Regions from separate parts of the Drosophila melanogaster genome. Here region 1 is linked to region 2. The links are chromatin contacts, called in public targeted proximity ligation maps. All regions are on one chromosome and are shown on one strand. The core of a region is the stretch at or near the end of the contact, and the rest is flanking DNA. Distances in the headings are between cores, read along the strand shown. Region 1 holds the start of lncRNA:CR43174 (long non-coding RNA:CR43174). Region 2 holds the start of CG7408.

Region 1 (4,059 bases), core at 965-3,464, 55 kb before region 2:
TCTCGACATCCTGTTCCCCACTTAGCGCCCCTGAGATCCACCATCCCAAATGCCCGATCTGCATTATCCCAGAGCAGCCGGCAAACTTTCTTAATGACCCTCACGGTCATCGATGAGCGGCAGTAAAAGTTCACTGGCTCCGACACTCAGGTAGACACTAGAGGCATTTAAAACGACATTAAGTTTTTAGATCGCGTTCTGGCAGCTGTCCAGGCCAACACTTATTATCCTATGCCGATTAACAGTCCAATCAACTGTCGAAGACAATTTTCATCGCTTTCATTTTCCACGCCAATGCCGCGCTGCCCAAATAGAAAATAACCGAATCCCAAAATCTTTGCATCTCTCCATTAAAAGCAATTTAATGTTTGCTACAATAAGCACGAACCAAATAAACGAAGCCGAACTCGACAAGAAATTGAGACATAGCCAACGAAAGTTCAACACTTTCTTTTCCTTTCTTTGGGGTGGGGACGTTGGGGGCATTGTCAAACAGTGGCAAGTTCAAACTCTCGTTTTGGGTAGGTGGCTGCCAGCAATTACCCGTTCCGAAAAGAGAAACAAATCAGTGAAACTATAACATGTCGATCCCACATAATAAATCATCGAAGAAGTACCCTATTCGTATGTATATCTTCATCATGTATCAATTCGCAATAAAATATTTAAAGTTGAATTTTCCAAAGTTTTAATACTGATTAAAAGTTAAAAAGCAAGTAATAATTTAGAAATCAAAATAGTTGGGACAAAATAGTTGGTTGTCGTCTTTGTTGGCTTTGCATTACCCTGCCAAAGAAAGGCATTCAAATGGCGATCCCCGAAAAGAAAGTGAAAAATGTTGCAACAACGGCAACAGCTCTATAAGACAACCGTAAGCCCCTCAACGGCCAAAGGGTGCAAGAGGGAGAGAGAGATGTTTGGATGACAGGGATGGACATATGCACGTAAAAGAAAGTGAGGTTGAGTGCGGATTGTAGGGCCCGGCGAGGTGTCATTGCTCCGGATTGAGTTCAATGGGGTTTGTTGAACTGGCCCCGACTCTTGGACATATATATTGGACATACATACATACATATATTCCGAATTTGAATGATTTTCACCGACAGCAGCGATCGGCAAAAAGTGAGAGTTGGACCGAGTAGGCAAATCGAGAGATTTGAATGCCTATTGGGGTCACCCAGTCACCAGTCTCCATTCGGAGTTGGGGCCCAACTCCGTGTTTCCAGACTAATGAAGATCTTTATCGGCCGCCGATCATGATGTATAATTTTTCTATGAAACACTCTTCACAGTTTCTTGGCACTCATGCTGCTTCTGTTGCCGCTTGTTTTCTGTTTGGGCAGTGACGCATTTTCGGGCTAAAAACTTTCTTCGGATCTCCGGTCTCTGAAAGAGGTCAGTGAACGTTTGCCGGAGAAAATCTCAAAAGCAGGGTGAAAAGGGCATGGTCTGGGCATATCGTATAACAAGCCAATTGAGACCACAAAGGAGGTAACAGATGCCTGAAAAAAAAAGGTGCAGGAGTTACGCTTCAAATTGGGATTAGTCTTGCTTTTTTTGAGACCAAAAAGTATCTGGTTACTAACTTCGACATGACCATGAACTTTCAGAACAAGCGTGGGGATGATTCCTTGATAGAATATTGGTAAGAATGTTATTTATGATGAACGCATTTTGAACAATTTAAAAATTGTAATGTGTTAACCAATCTAAAGTCGAAATTCTGAATTGTGTAAAATTAAAAGAGACTTGGAATTCTTTGTAAAACCATATGATTACCTCGTACGATCTATGAATTTTGTTCTTAAAGTCATGTTACCCATTTTTTTAAGTTCTGTATCTAGATACAAGATGTATCTAGATACAACGATTGCTTTTCATTCATAAACTGTTGATTTACCTGCTTCACTTTCAGTGGAATTCCATCTGTCTTGGATAAGGAAGTCATATTCATTTGGATACCCCGCCTTTACTTCACTCCTTATCTAACTCAATCGCCTAGCGACACTGGCGAGTTCTAATGAAACTGAATTTGACCCACATTTAATTTCATTCCGGACTACGAACTGCTTCCAAATTTCCCACGCTGCACATGGGCCAATGGACTGACCAAGTGTTAAGTTCGTAATATTCCCTGGAATCGGGAACCACACAGCGAGCACATGACCAGAACCCGACGAAAATGTTTACTTCACAGTTTCGTTGTCTGTTTTTGTAAGCTGCTCCGTTTGAGTGTTTTTAATTCAGTTAAATTAAGCACAGCTTGCTTTTATCTGGTCATAATAAAGTTTTATGTAATTCGCGCTCGGTTTGCCTGCGCCGATTTTTCAAGGTTTCAGCAATTATCCAAATGTGGCAGAGTCAACGGGACTGGTTTCCAGGAAGTTATGTTATATGGGGAACATTTAAAGTAAACAAACACCAGCTTGAAATAAAAATTTTATAAAGATTTTTTAAAGAACCATTTTGTAACACCCTTATAAGTGATAAGTGATATACATTTCTTAAAAGAAATCAACCAATATTGTATGTATTATCTATATCTACATATATTGTATATCTATTGAAATCCAGCTTGCTGTTATAATGACTTTATACTAGATATGTTTATATTTAGAAAAATATTAATCTAGATTTAGATTTTCTGGAAGAATTACTCATAAATATTTTCAAAATGTTACCTGTTACCTGTGCTTTGTAAATTTCCAATTTAAATTGTATTTTTTTTTTTGTATTTTTGTATATATTGCTGAAATAATAGCAAAACTGAAATAGCTTCTGAAAGAGTAGTTCTTCAGCCAAATATTGAGCTATGTATATTATTGTATCGAATCCACTGCACGCCTTCAATGCATGACGGCGTTTCAAGTTCAGCGAAAATAGCTGACAAGGCGTCCATTACCCGGTGGCTATATAGTCACATTATGCGGGCACTTGCAGGGCGGGATCGAGTGGGGTTCTGGAAAGGTTCTGGGTGGGGGCAGAGCAATGACCATTGACCGGCGGCCGATGTCCGCCCAAGTTGCGACTGAGACAATTGCTGCGCTAATGATGACGCACCCAAAACTGCTAAATATGCCGAGCGGTGCTCACGGGTCAGGCAAATGACCCAAAACAATTTCGAGGGGACGGAGAACAATTGAGTCGCAATTAGCTGTGGGCAGGGGGAAAATGGTAGGGCTGGGTCCCATGTGGTGGTCATTGATTGTGCGGTCTTCCACCATTTGATTTCAGCGCTTTTTTGAAAACACTCAGCGCTAGTTTGTTTCGATTTCCATATGCGATTCTATTTCCATTTGCTCACCCTGACCTTTCTGCTAGAATCGGTCAGTAATGGCTATACAATTCTAGTTTTGGCATTGAAATTTCACTGCCACGGAACTCAACTCAACTATTTATTTCTGTACTTCTTTCAGTTTGTAATGGTTTAAAATATTCCTTATATCAGTTGCAGCCCAAAAGAAAGACCCGTTAAAAATGAATCACTATTATAAGTTGCATATTTATATTTATTATAATCAACAGAAGTTTATTTGTATTTACATAATTATTTCTGAATCTAGCATATATTTTAATTTGTAAATGTTCAATGAGTTCATATTCGCTGCCTCGTAAACCTTATCAACACCCTAACACAATATGTTAATAACCTGTCACCCCAAAGGTCAAAACATAACCAAATGTAACCACGAGCAGTTCCAAGAACTCGTCTAGAGTTCAACAATTTGCATGAATACTAACCCACAAATTTACATAGAAATAACACAGATAGCTCCAACTTCCGAGATAATGTTAATGGAAAAGGACTTGAGTGAGTGGTGGTGGTTGGGGCTTTCGAAAGCTTTGGCCAATATGTAAACGCTAATTCATCAATTTAATGGCAGAGACATGAGGACGGGAACAGCACGCCAGAAAGTAATCATCAGTGGAAAAGTGAAGTGAAATAGGGAGTAGGAAATGGAAAAAAAAGGAGGAGCTAGTGGAAAAAAACAGGACATGTATGGAAGGCAACGACCCAGCAGTCGTTGACCCAGCAGGATGTCCCATCCGCTGGGCAAA
Region 2 (4,034 bases), core at 1,351-3,850:
AACAACGGACATGGGCAGATTACAAACGATATATCCACTTCTTACATTTGTTAAACAAATTTAGTTTTATCTACGATTAACGGTAATGACATTGACATTGTGTTCAATTATTGAAAAAAAAAGTAGTACAAGTTTTATAATGAAATTAAATTAGTTCAGTCCGTAGTCGTTTTATGTTTATACGTAGTTTTAGCTTATACATAAATATCAAATAGCATGACTTACCCCCCTCAGTGGGTAATTAGAGGCAGTGGTAGAGTGTTGTCCCTGTGTTGGCCCACCATTATCGGATAGAAAGAGTATGATGCTGTTTTGGAGCATTTCCTGTCTGGCTAGGGCGTCGATTACAGATCCCACACTTTTATCCAGTCTGGAAACCATGGCGGCGTAGTAACGATGGGTTTTATTGCTAATGTATTCAAATCGGGACACCTCCTCTGCTGGTGCCTGCATGGGATCATCATCATTTGCAGCATGTGGAGCCAGATGATTCAAAAGCAGAAACAGGGGCTGGCTACTATTTTTCGATCCATGATCCTCAATTTCCTTGACGGCAGCATCAGTGAGCAAATCGGTGACATAATGACCCACGTGATCGTGGGTGGATTTAAGACTGTCTCGGAAATCGTGACCATTGTATCCCTTATTCTGAAAAAAACAAAAATATTGAAGGTTTCAATAAATTACAATAGAAAATTGAAAAAATATGAAAAATGTGATGTATGTATAAACAATATTTGTAAGCAAGATAATTTTGAATTTTTACCACTGTAAAAGTGTTATTATTTTTCGAAAGAATTTAAAAGAAGGAAACTTGCACTGCAGCTAGCTGAGTAACACGGGTATGCGTTTTTGAATAATAGATTCGTTTCCTAACTTATCCTTACCTGTTGTTCATAACTCTGGGTGTAGTAGTCCACATAGGCCCCAAGGTATCCCAAGTGACGATCGAAGCCCCTTTCCGTAGGCGTAAAATTACGCTGTGACAACCCCAAATGCCACTTTCCAAGGAGACTTGTTCGATATCCGTTTTCCCGGAAAATCTCCGCCATGGTAGTCTCATTGAGTGGAAGACCCCAAGGCTGATCGTTCACAATCACATAATGCTGCATTCCTAAAAGTAAGTTACAGTTATAGGATCACTCGGGAATATATTTCTATTATCATCGAAGCCTAAACTTGCCCGTATTTATAGGATATTTTCCAGTCAGTAGAGCTGCTCTACTGGGTGTGCACATTGGAGCTACATAGAGATTATTAAGGATCACTCCGCTATATGCCAAAGCATCAATGTTGGGAGTGAGGAAATTATTGGAACCGCGAAAGCTAACGTCGTCAAAACCCTGTCGTAAGCTGACGTTAAGTATTTAGATCGAATAATTATCACGTGGTGCCTACCAGATCATCTGCCATAATAATGATGATATTGGGCTTATCGGATGTGGCAACAATTCCATTTGATAAGGCAATACATAAAACAAAGCCAGTTAACAACGAGGTAGCACTGCTGAATTTATCCAGATGAGTTGACATCGCCGTGAATGGAGTGAGGATGATGTGGGACAGCTTGTAGAAAAAAAAAACAAATAAATGAGAATTAGTGCATATAAGCGTTTAAAAAATTAACATACCAAATGGGCGACAACAAGTCAGCGGGTAACACTCTGTCAATGATGGATGAGCTCTTCAGATCGTTCCGGATATATTAGCGGTATAATGCTTTTCAATTTAACCAATTTGGTCAGGCTTTTAATAAATAGTTAATTTTGGGAAATTTCTGCCGCTCAACAACTAACTTATCAACTAAATAACATCTAGCTGAAAAATAAATAAAGTACACCCAATATATGTAAATACTGATATACAGTATGCAAACAGCGTGGCAATGTGCACTTAGGCAAATGTTTTCAACAAATTAGGCGTAATTAAAGATCACAGCAACTACGAGTAAACGCAAATGAGATGAGTAGGAAGTTGTTTATGATCACTGCTAAAATATCGGCCTGGGAAAGCGTTCTCTACCAACTCAATTGTTTTTTTTATTATTTTGAAGTATTAAACTCTTCAGCAATCGTTTCTCATAATACATATGTTTCAAACTAACATGTTTATATATAAAATTAAACAATAACTTTAATGATAGGTACTTAGTTTATCATGCGATATATGTGAAAAATAATTCTTGTACACACAAAAAGTTAAAGATAAATAGTAGATAATGACAAGTCATTGTCACATCCATTAATAAATAAGCTTTTACACATGAACAGTTTCAGCTTGTTTATTGCATACGCCAAAACAAACATATTTTACATTTCTTAATTATTTGCAAACGCCAGTCCAAACCTTTAAATTGTATTTAATGATCGGGCGAAAATTTATTGCCAATTCTTTTAATTCTGTTCACACACCTTTATTATCAGACAGATTAAAAAAAAAATGCTCACCGAAATCAAATAAAAGGAATCCAAATAACAATGGACTTATCAGCTAGATTCGTGCATGCCAATTTCAGTCACTGGTATTCGCGATCGAGTTAATCGTTCCCCGAATCCTAATCTCTGATCCGCCGGACTCGAAGTGCGGAGAGCAACTAAGTAAGTAACCACTGAAAATATTTTGAGGCTGCCTCAATAGTCAGTTACCGGTTAATATATACATATATCCCATCCAAAATAACATCAAACCAGCTTTGGAGTGGGTGGTATCAAGAGAGAAAGGAAGAGAGAGTTGATTCTAAAGAGATTCGTGTTCCTCTTAGCGTGTCTACAGAAGAGATTTGCTGCATACTTTCAGGAGCTACAGTTTAAAAAAAAAAAACTTGACTGCAATTTACATTTAAAACTTTGGTCGATAATCCCGACTATCATATACCCGTAACTTTGCAAGTGGAAGTGCTAGGTAAACTTTTAATTTTTGTGGGAGTTAAAGTGACAATGGCATATGAACAAAATTTGTCAAGACAAATAATGAAATTCAAAAAATCAACATTTTTCAAAAGATAAGATATCGCTTGTTTACAAGCAACACAATCACTTTTAAATTAATATAAAATAAATAAAGAAACGGTTTTATTAAACAAGTTATTGTATAATGTGATCGAAAGGGACTGTGTTTGTGATTTTGAATTGTTTAAATTCTTGTGGCTGTCCCTGTAGTTGAGTGTTGTAAATTGCGCTTTTAGGTGTATTAGCTGAAACAATAACTAATGTTTAACTAGAGATTTAAACATGAACTTCACCTAACTTCATCTATACTGTGTCATCATCTATAATTCATCTATAATTGTTCATTTGAATGTAATCTTAAAGTGCACTTTTACGCACTTTTTTTGTTATTAAAGTTTTTAGGTCGCAACTTCCGATTCTCAAATGCGGAAGTGATTAAAATTTGGTTCTCTGCTGCAAGTAAACGTGCAAGGGAGAAGACAATACTGGATATATATAAAATCTCAATAGCTGATCCAGTATTTGATTATAATGAGGACGGATTAAAAAAACATTGCAAAACTTTTGCTATAGATTGTCGCAAAAGTGGGCTGCTTGTAAAAGAAATCTGAAGCTATTTGAAAGGACACAGATTGGCTTAAAATGGAGACCGTTTATAGCTTTAAATCGATTGACGATCTTAGATCTACAGGCCGGCCGTCAATGTCTTATAAATTATCGAGTGGAAGAACTCAGTGAAGAAAGGCGTCAAGTTTGGTGAAATCGACGGTAGGGAATATTAAATTATTAATCCAATCAGCGAGTGCAGCTGCGCGTAAGGGTGTTAAATCAGTAAATCACCATACATATTAAAACTGTTGGCTATCTGCCCTGAGAAAGCCGCTATGCCACGCCCACAATTGTTGGTATCGTAAAAGATATGACCTAGTGTAAACCAATACAAAAAACAGAAACTAAATATGTTATTAATTTTGGCCACAAAAAGGTACCATTCAGCCTATAGTGCATTAGATTATGCAACGTTTTTGTGAAGCATACTTTCTAGAAATTTTAGTTCCCTATAGCTCACATTGTTGCTTTTTTATT

What was found.
Region 1: a targeted proximity ligation map of the S2 cell line shows a contact between it and region 2, with 2.9 times the contacts expected there. A contact is called at or near these places in 9 of 107 Hi-C or Micro-C datasets (the ML-DmBG3-c2 cell line, the S2 cell line, cellular blastoderm embryo and 2 more) and 1 of 7 datasets of targeted methods (the S2 cell line).

Annotation. Positions count from the first base shown.
Region 1 is chr3L:17,932,187-17,936,245 of dm6, reverse strand. lncRNA:CR43174 (long non-coding RNA:CR43174) reads right to left here and starts at 2,214. Exons shown (of 2, transcript NR_133259.1): 1 at 1,901-2,214.
Region 2 is chr3L:17,877,662-17,881,695 of dm6, reverse strand. CG7408 reads right to left here and starts at 2,600. Exons shown (of 7, transcript NM_140763.2): 1 at 2,448-2,600; 2 at 1,632-1,818; 3 at 1,399-1,566; 4 at 1,184-1,343; 5 at 888-1,114; 6 at 226-648. The coding sequence starts at 1,533.